Regions from separate parts of the Mus musculus genome. Here region 1 is linked to region 2. A link is a contact called in public ChIA-PET data. All regions are on one chromosome and are shown on one strand. Each heading gives the region's core, a stretch centred on a gene start, on an enhancer-like site or on the middle of the called end of the contact. The rest is flanking DNA. Distances are from core to core; before and after follow the strand shown. Region 1 overlaps Sppl2a (signal peptide peptidase like 2A). Region 2 has its middle 4.9 kb from the start of Atp8b4.

The links. ChIA-PET counts read pairs in DNA pulled down with a chosen protein or histone mark.
Region 1: an RNA polymerase II ChIA-PET map of memory CD8 T cells shows a contact between it and region 2, with 51 read pairs. The contact joins two enhancer-like sites. A contact is called at or near these places in 2 of 115 datasets of contacts at active chromatin or transcription factors (bone marrow-derived macrophages and memory CD8 T cells) and 1 of 9 other capture datasets (pancreatic islet).

The regions. Positions count from the first base shown.
Region 1 is chr2:126,918,423-126,923,113 of GRCm38.p6, reverse strand. It overlaps Sppl2a (signal peptide peptidase like 2A), which reads left to right. Exons shown (of 15, transcript NM_023220.2): 7 at 2,700-2,796; 8 at 3,374-3,475. Among named protein-coding and RNA genes, the nearest start is that of Sppl2a, 12 kb to the left of the region's middle. Within about 2 kb of position 2,178, at least 27 of the 459 cell types and tissues checked have an H3K27ac peak or open chromatin away from gene starts, as enhancers often do. A contact at or near this core is called in memory CD8 T cells, where this site is marked.
Region 2 is chr2:126,493,881-126,499,047 of GRCm38.p6, reverse strand. It overlaps a transcript of Atp8b4 not described here. Among named protein-coding and RNA genes, the nearest start is that of Atp8b4, 4.9 kb to the right of the region's middle. Within about 2 kb of position 3,002, at least 61 of the 459 cell types and tissues checked have an H3K27ac peak or open chromatin away from gene starts, as enhancers often do. A contact at or near this core is called in memory CD8 T cells, where this site is marked.

The DNA of each region.
Region 1 (4,691 bases), core at 929-3,428, 420 kb before region 2:
AATACAAATAATTTTTAAAAGATAGCTATTCTACCCTAAAGCATATTTCAATTTTTAGTGAGAATTACAAATTAATTTTTTTTTTCCAAGACAGGGTTTCTTATGGATGCTCTGGCTGTCCTGAAACTTGCTTTGTAGACCAGGCTGGCCCTGAACTCAGATGTTGATCTGCTTCTGCCTCCCAAGTGCTGGAACTAAAGGTGTGCATCACTGTGCCCAGCTTACAAGGGAAATTTTTGATGTGAGAAGAAAATCATTCAACCTCATAATTATCCCAGAACATAGAATTAAATTATGATTGGCCAGTGTTTTGTGTGATATTGCAAGATTTTGTTTACCCTAAATGAGTTTTCATGACTAAGATGGCTGCTATTTCTTAGTATATTATAACTTGACAGAATTGTACTAAATTGTTAAGGCTTTCTTTATCGTTTTGTTTGTTTGGAAATAGGCTTTCTCTGTGTAGCCTTGACTGTCCTGGAAGTTTCCTTGCCATTTTGCGATTAAGATATACTTAAAGATTTAAGATATACTTAAAGTAACTGACAATGATCTTGGGAATGCTTTCTGCTAAACTCCTTACATTTAAAACAAAACTAGCTGGAACTAAGTGACAATAAAGTTATTCCTCATGTGGAATCCTTTCCGAAGTGGCAGCACACCATTGGACAAGGCACTAAAGCTGCAGAATAGCCTCAGGAAGTATAATCCCTGCCAGGCTGTGGCAACCTGGGTCAGGCAGCTTGGCAGAGGATAGACTAAAATCCAGTTGACAGGCCATGGGGTGTCTGTCCACTGCTCCTCTTTCCACACATAGCCAGTGATCATAGGAACTGGTGCAGTGTCCATGACTACATACATTAGCTTATCCAGTCCTTACAACAATCCGGTATGCATCTCATGAACCTGACCTGTTAGAATCAAGTACCCAGACCCAAACCACCCCAAATTTGCTGTGTTTAGATCAGCCTGTTTCTCACCCCTCATCCCTGTGTACATAGCTGAAACCAAATAGGCCTTGGAAATGGAGGAACAGCTTGTCTGTCTGTCTGTCTTCCTTTCTTCCTTTCTTTTTTTCTTTTTCTTTTTCTCTTTCTTTTTTCTTTTTTCTTTTTTTTTTTTTTTTTTTTTTTTGGTTTTTCGAGACAGGGTTTCTCTGTGTAGCCCTGGCTGTCCTGGAACTCACTTTGTAGACCAGGCTGGCCTCGAACTCAGAAATCCACCTGCCTCTGCCTCCTAAGTACTAAGATTAAAGGCATGCGCCACCACTGCCTGGCTACAGCTTGTATTTCTATCACAATATTTTCTTGAACGTCCATAAAAGGAATATTGTAAGGTATAATAACCCCTCCCTCTTTATAACAACACAGTAGTAAAATGTCTTTAAATAATTTTCAAATAAATCTGGATAGTATATAATGCCCATCAAATTTTACTACCTTGGTATCTCATTGCAACAAGGAAGTTTCTTTGAATGGATTTGAGTGTTTTTCGTTTGTGCTCTATTTTAATTTTTTCCTTGAGCCAACATTATTCTGTGTGGCTCTGGCTAGAGTGGTAACTTTCTGTACAACCAAAGCTAGTCTTGAGCTGGTGGCTACTATGCCTGGCTGGATTTGGTTTGAACACAGGTCAAATTGTTATAGATAAATTCTCCATAGGAAAGCATAGGGAAGATGCTTGGTTGATACCCAGGGCAGATATTTGTCTTCATCCCTAAATTACATTTCTAAAGAATCTTATTTGTAGTTTATTAATCCAAAGCCAGGCCCAGTGGCACATGCTTTTAATCATAGCACTGGGGAGGCAGAGACAGACGGATCTCCACAAATTCAAGCCTGACCTACACATCAAGCTCTAGACCCGCCAAGGCTACCCAAAAATTCTCTTAATCACTCAGAGAATATAAGTCAGTTGGTAGAGTACTTGCCTAATATACACAAAGTCCTGGTTCAATCCCAGGGGTCAAAGTGACCGATGTGGTGGTGCACACCTGAGATGCCAGAACTCCGGAGGTTGAGAGAAGGATCAGAAGTTGAAGGTTTTCAAGGTTATTCTTGGCTGTGCAGCAAGTTTTAAGTACACGAGGCACAAGAAGAGGAATAGGAGGAGTGGCTCAGTTGGTGAAGTGCTTACTGTGCAAGGGAGACGAGCGTTCAGTCGTAGGACCCATGCAGGATGCCCCAGCCCACCCCTGCCTCCAGTCTCTTCATTCTAGCACTGGGTAGAAGCAGGTTGATCCCTAGAGCTTGCCAGTCGGGGTGGTCTGCTTGGCGAACTTCCAGGCCAGTGACTCATTCTGTTTCAAACAATTAAAACAAAAGAAAAAGAAGACATCCGAGGAATAATACCATGTTTGTCTTCTAGTCTCTACACATACCTGCCTACATGTGTACACCTACATACACACAAGCACACACATATGACAGAGGCTCATCAGTCCTTCTGTTCTTGAAGTTAAATTAAGTATTTATACATATTTGTAATGAACTGTTACTTTCAACATAAAACCATCTTCAGCCACATCAAGCAACCGTGGTAGTGTTTAACGGAAAGAAAACCACAAGTGCCACACATTCTCTTTTAAGACTCTTGGTTGCGCCTTAGCAACTGCTTCACATAGCAATATAGTTACTATATAGAAAGTATGATCTAATGAAAAGAGCTAAGGAATTAACATCTGTCTTGTTCTTTTCTAGTGTATGTTATGATAGCGATTTTCTGCATAGCATCGTCAATGAGCCTGTACAACTGTCTTTCTGCATTGATTCATAGGATGCCATGTGGACAGTGCACGTACGTATCTGTTAGCCTATGATGCAATTAGTATTTCAGCTTAGTACAGGAAAAGTGAGGTGTTGCTTTAAGCCTGTATATTCAAGATTGTATTTATGCCTGTCTGAGTTTAAAGTTAATAATGTGTTTGGGATTTTTTTGTTTGTTTTGTTTTATGAGACAGGGTTTCTCGGGAGCCTAGTTGTCCTGGAACTGTCTCTGTAGACCTGGCTGGCCTCGAACTCACAGAGATCTATCTGTCTGCCTCTGCCTCCTAAGTTCAGGAACAAGGTGTGCACTACCTCAGTGCTAGGACTTAAAGGTGTGTGCCACCATGCCCAGATGTGTTTGGGATCTTTACACTGAATTCCTGAGACATGTCTAGTGTTCAGGAGCCATCTGTGGCTGGTGGCCATCAGTCTTGGAAAGCACCGCCAACAGAGGGTTTTGTTGAGGCAGTTATTATGCCTCATTGGTTTTATGTAAAAATCATGACAAGATTAATATTACAACCACTCTTTGTTAATGTTTGACACTTTTTTGTATCAAGGGAACATTTTTTATCTATAGCACAAATTAACTTTTTTTTCTTTTTCAGGATTTTGTGTTGTGGCAAAAACATTAAAGTGAGCCTGATTTTCCTTTCCGGGCTGTGCATCTCAGTTGCTGTTGTGTGGGCTGTATTTCGAAATGAGGATAGGTATGACAACTCTAACTTACTTTAAATTTAGGATGCATAGCGTTATATCTTTTCCTGAATCATATTCATTATGATTATTGTGGATTTTTTTGTTTTTATTCAAGAACATATTTTAAAACAAGGTAATTTGTTTTTTCATGAATAAGTTATTTAACAGGATCTCTGTATGAGCCCCGTTGCTAACTTATAACTCTAGCCTTAAATTTGCAGTGACTCTGTCTCCTGAGGTTACAGGCGTAGGCCACCAAACCCAGCAAATGAACAGATCTTAGGCTAGGAGTTTGAGCTCATGCAGGGAAGGAAATCAGGTTCTGCCTTAGACACCTAGACTTAAAATATGCATAGTGATGCTGTGTGGCAGTGTTGTGTCTTATAACTTCAACAGATGGTATCCCCACTGATTTCCACAATGGGCTTTTAAATGAAAAAAGCTGTCATGTTTTCATTTCTGTTACTGCAATCTGATACCCTGCCAAAAAGCAATGGCAAGGTGAAAGGGTTCATTTTAGCTCACAGTTCCGGGTGCCAGTCTTTTATAGCTGAAAAGGCGAGGCGGCAGGAGCTTGAAGCCACTGGGCACATCACATCCACAGCCGAGCGCAGAGAGAAGTGGGCGCACAGGTGCTTTCTTGTCTCAGCCTCATCTCTGCATCTGTCCAGCTCAGAAACCAACCAGGGGTCAGCGCTGCCCACATCCAGGGTATTTCCACCTTGGTTAACCCAGTTACAAAAATGCCTCACAGATATACCCAGAAGTCAATACAACCCAGCCAGCTCCTCTTTGAGGTTCTCTTCCTAGATGATTCTGATGGTGTCAGATTGACAAAACCAACCACCATCAAAGCAAAATGTAAAAGAATGTGTGGAATTTTTTGCCTTATATATTAGAAAAAGGGCTTTATGTAAGATATCTGTCCATGAGAGCAACAGTTATGGGCATTTCTCTCTTAAAAAAAATTATTTCGCAGGGCAATGGTGGGACATGCCTTTAATCCCAGCATTTGGGAGACAGAGGCAGGCGGATTTCTGGATTTGAGACCAGCCTGGTCTACAAAGTGAGTTCCAGGACATCCAGGGCTACACAGAGAAACCCTGCCTCGAAAACCCAAAAAAATTAAAAAAATAAATGATTTCAAACTGTGTGTGTGTGTGTGTGTGTCACGTGTGTACATGCCACAGCATAACTGGACAGTACTCTACAGTTCTGGACACTGGA
Region 2 (5,167 bases), core at 1,753-4,252:
AGAAAAGGATGAGGAAATAGAGAGATTCATGTGGGGTACACATGCCTACGCCTACAAACCGGCCCTTCTCTCTGATGTGGCTACAAGCAAACTGGAGATGAAAACTCAGGGAGATTTTGCTTGGGCTTATTTACTAACGCATTTCGTATTGTTTGATATTGTATAAATGAATCTTTAAAAATAGACCAAGTGATATTTTCTAACCTTTGGGAGATTGTGTGTGAGTGTGTGCTTGTACACAGGAGTGTTTTGTTCATGCACAATCAAACACGTTTTCATTAGTAGACAATACTTGAAATAAAACATCTTTTTCTTTTAACCTCCCTCCCCACCCTCCACTCTTGAGACAGAATCTTCCTGTGTAGCCTCAGGTGGCCTGGAACTTGCTGTGGACCAAGCTGGCCTTGAACTCACAGAAATTCACCTGCCCTGCCCAGTGCTTAGGCCACCCTCCCTCCCTTTCTCCCTCCCTCCCTCCTCCTCTTCCTCCCTCTCCCCCTCCCTCCCTCCCTCCCTCTCTCCTTCCCTTCCACTCTCCCTCCCTCCCTTTTCTCCTCTAGTCTCAGCTTCTGAAATCAAATGTACCTTCCAGACACTCCAGTGTAACACGTTGCTTCTGTTTAAGGGTGTCTCCTGGAAGGCTAGCAGAGAGAACAGCAGCTTCGTAGTTATGGTAAATATTTTACATGTCGGTAAATACATTTGTAAGTGAGTATTAGACATTCTGAGGGCTCTGCTTTTCCAGAAACACGTTTCTTCCTTACTCTGGGCCCCTTCCCTTTCCCCGATTTACTCTCTAGACTGCGGTTTCCTGAGGTCTCTCCTGTGCCACGCCCTTCCCGAACCGGTCTTTTAAGGGTGAATCCTCCCTTCACTCTGTCATTGCTCTTGAACCGGCTCATTCTCCTCAGCTCCTGGTCTTTCTTTCCTCTGGTTCTTCCATTCACCCCCGGGGCTTCAGCTCTTGCTCATACGCCTACCGTTCCACGCCTACACATTTGTCCATTCTATTTGGCTTTGAAGATGGTGGAGAGGCTAATGTAATCAGATTGGATTTATCACCGTCCTTTTCTGTTTCTGTTTCTGCCATTCCATGTCCTCCTCTTCCTTGACTGCTGCCATCATAGTCAATGTCATCTCCATTCCCCTAGTGTTCAGGGGCCTAGTCGTCACCTGGGCCCTCTTGGTTCTGACCCCAACATAAGGATCACACAGACGACAGTGGCGAGTTAGCCACAGAGACACTGCATGTAACTCTGCTTTATGAGTGCCGTTGTCCTCAAGACTCTTTCCGTGTGCCCTGTGCTGTGACAGTAATCTTTCAAGCACTTGGGCATGGGCTGGACAGGTGAAGACGCAGGTTCAGTTTCCAGCACCCACAGGACAGTTTACAACCATCTGACATTCCAGTTCCAGGGACTCTCATCCCCTTTTCTGGCCTCCATAGATATCAGGCAGGAACGGGTGCACATGCATACATGCATGGAAATACTCACACACAAAATTAAAAAAATATACTAAAAATGAATAAAAATGTAGACAGCAGACTGGCACAGGGAGACTGAGAGAACAATGGCAGTGGGCGAGGTGAGCGGAGTTTAATCAGTCAGCTCATATAGATCTTCCCTGTCTCTCTTACTGGCAGGGTTAACCACAGGTTCTCGACCATGCAATACTGTGTCATTTCATCTATAAACTGGGGACAATGATGGCTCCTTCTTTAGAGTTCTGGTGAAGACTGAATGAGATAACACAAGCTGAGGGTTCAGCCTTGGATCCAGTGTGTGTGTGTGTGTGTGTGTGTGTGTGTGTGATATCACAAAGCGGTCTGCTTATATTATATTAAGCGTGTAGCCATTACCAAACCATAAGATGGTAAATCCTCTCTCCCTCCTGTTGTTCACCTCCTGCCAGTGTTCTCTCCCCGCCCGCCCACCAGCTTCTGCTTCCCTTTCGTTCCTCTCCTGTCCTGTCCTGTCTTGCTGCCTTTCTCTGCACAGCTTTCCTGCGTCTCCTCTCTCTTCCACACAAGCCTCCCTGCCTCTGTCATCTTCCTTCCTCTTATTGGTTCCCTATTTGGAGTTCGTCTCCCCACATTTGATCCTGCTAACCCCTAACCCCTGTTCTCCTTCCTCCATTTTTGAACTCGGCCTGTCAGCACGGGCTGGTCAGGAGAGACAAGGATGGATTCCTTTTGAAGCTCACAGACTGGGGAAAGAAGAGGTGGACACACAGACGGATCTTGGGAATAGTGAATACAGAGATGGTGGAGATGAAAAATAGAGATAAATATTATATAAGAGAATAACTTACTGTTGAGACATGGTGATTAGACAGTTACTTACACATTTGACTGCGCTAGACATCACTTCACACACACACACACACACACACACACACACACACACACACACAGAGGAGAGCACAAAGGGTTCACTTCTGTGTTTGTACACTGTGTGACATCTATGTGCACCACGATTGTGGATAGCTGCCACTGAAACCGAATGTGATGGATACATCACCTATACCTTCCGCCCTCTCTCACACTCAGCTGAACTCACGCAGGGCAGAAGCCTGGTTTTTCCCTTTCTCTTTCTGGTTTCATTTCCCATGGTTAAGATTCATTAGAATCGCCCTTGTTCAGAGCGTTAGAGGCTCCAAGGGCCTGCCCTTGAACTTGGCAGATAAGGTAGACTACAGCTTGATGGCCAGGTCTCCATGTCCATGGGAAACAGGATTAATGAGAGCTTTGCTTCTCAGCTCTGGGAGCCTGGGGGCCGAGGGAAACGACGATCGAGAAAGAACAGGCATCTCCCTAGCCTTCCAACTTCAGGCCTCAACGCTTTGGGTCTCAAGGTTCACCCAAGCACACATCTGGGAAGCAACCAACCTAAGGAGCAATAGGAAGAGAACCTAGGGAACAAGTAGTGGAGACTGAGAGATGTGTAAGAAGAGGGGAGGGGAGGGGGGTGTAAGGAGGAGAGGGTGAGCTAGAGAGGAGGAAGTGGGAGGGGCACTCATCTTTGGAGAGCCCTGCCTGTTAACAATGCAATAGCTGGAGGAAGCCATTACGTGTTATCGAATCAGATTGAATCTTCAGAACCCAGGCTGCTCAAAGCAACATCTGTTTCTTTAGCTCACCTAGGTTGGTCAGTACCAAGGCTTAGAGAGACTCACCTTAGGTTCAATAGTCAGGAACTCTCTATACAGGATTAAACTTCCCCTCTATACAGGAGGGAAAGCAGGAGTTCCAGACATCAGAGGACAAGCTTCTAATCACCCCTGCTTCCAGGTCCTGAGCAGCTTGGCAGTCCTATGGCCAGAAAAGACCTTTTTGTCTTGTGGACTTTGGACAGCACTTTAATAGAACACCAGAAACAGATATATCTTTCTGAGGCAGACAAACACTAGTTCAGGACATGTATGACACATAGTAAGAATGACAGTTTATTAGCGTAAAAACGTGTAAAACAAGAGGGTCAGATGTTCACTTCAGCACGCCGGTGTGTTCTTTCCCCGAAGGCTTCTGTGGGAAAGCAATTTATTACCAGCAGGTTGCTTGGTGAGTGTGGAATTGGAGCAGGGGGAATTGCCTGTAATAACCTAATTGCTGAATAGACTCTAATCATTAGAGGGAATTTCCAGTTTAATCCTTAGCTTAAGGCACAGAGTCACCCATGCCCAGCTGTGACCACTTTCGTCCTGAGGAGAGACCTCCTTGCCAAATAGCTATATGGGCAAGGGTCCTTTTTCCACCCAGCTGCGTTCCTAGATGTCTTGTTTAGTTATTATTTCAGCCATGAACTATTTATTTTCTCTGTATCAGTTGGCATCCTCCTTTGATTTTTTGTTTGTCTGTTTTTGCATTTATTTATTTGTTTGTTTGTTTGTTTGTTTTTCCTAGACAGGGTTTCTCTGTGTAGCCTTGGCTGTCCTGGAACTCACTCTGTAGACCAGGCTGGCCTTGAACTCAGAAATCCACCTGCCTCTGCCTCCCAACTACTGGGATTAAAGGCGTGCTCCATCACTGCCCAGTTTATGTATGTATGTATGTATGTATGTATGTATGTATGTATGTATGTATGTATGTATTTTTAAAGGAAGGTTATTTTTGTGAGTTTTTTTTTTTAGGTTTTCAAAACCTAAACTTGAAATGGAAAACCGAGATGGGGGGGAGGGTGAGGGGGAAAGGGTTAGAGGCACAGCTTAGTGTAAAACAACCAACCAGCCAACCATGTGTGTCAAGGAAAGAAAATCCTTTTTGACACATAATTGTGTTTTTTTTTTAAAGATTTATTTTATTATTTTATGTAAATACACTGTAGCTGTCTTCACACACTCCAGAAGAGGGAGTCAGATCTTGTTACGGATGGTTGTGAGCCACCATGTGGTTGCTGGGATTTGAACTCTGGACCTTTGGAAGAACAGTCGGGTGCTCTTACCCACTGAGCCATCTCACCAGCCCAATTGTGTTTTTTTAATGTACTTATTTAATTTTAAATGAATATATACACACATATGTGTGTGTACATGTTAACTTTCTTCTGTATTTTCACACTCCCCTTTCATTCACCCATATATGAGTGTGTGTGTTTGCATACCTATATTTACCTGCTGATATCAGTCTTCTATGATCTCTCTCTTATTTATGTATTTGAATTATCTGTCTATATCAGTCTTCTATCTACCTTTGTATGTCGATTAATCATCTATATATCATCTATTTAAAGATCATCTCCTTGTCTATTGATAGCTATTGGGGTATTTATTTGTATCAATCTCTCTATCTGCCATCTATTTATCTATCATATTTATGCTATTAGAACTTTTACAGGAGGGAACCACTGATCTTTGCATGAGGTGAAGCCAAGGGTAAGATATGATTTATCCTATAGTAAAAGACATTTTACCATTTTATATGATTTGGGGTAGTTTTAAAAAGGGTATTTTGGAGAGTTGAACATGCAAGACTGAAAATGCCCAGACCTGGCTCAATGGCTTGCTGGATAAAGCACTTGCTGTGTAGCAGAGACCATGAGTATGGAGGCTCAGAGCTTGCAGAAAGCCTGGTGTGGTAGCATGCATTGGTAATACCAGTGTTCCTATGGGAAGGCAGGAAGTGACGGCAGTAGACTCTCTGAAAGTGTGTATGCTAGGTAGTCTGGTT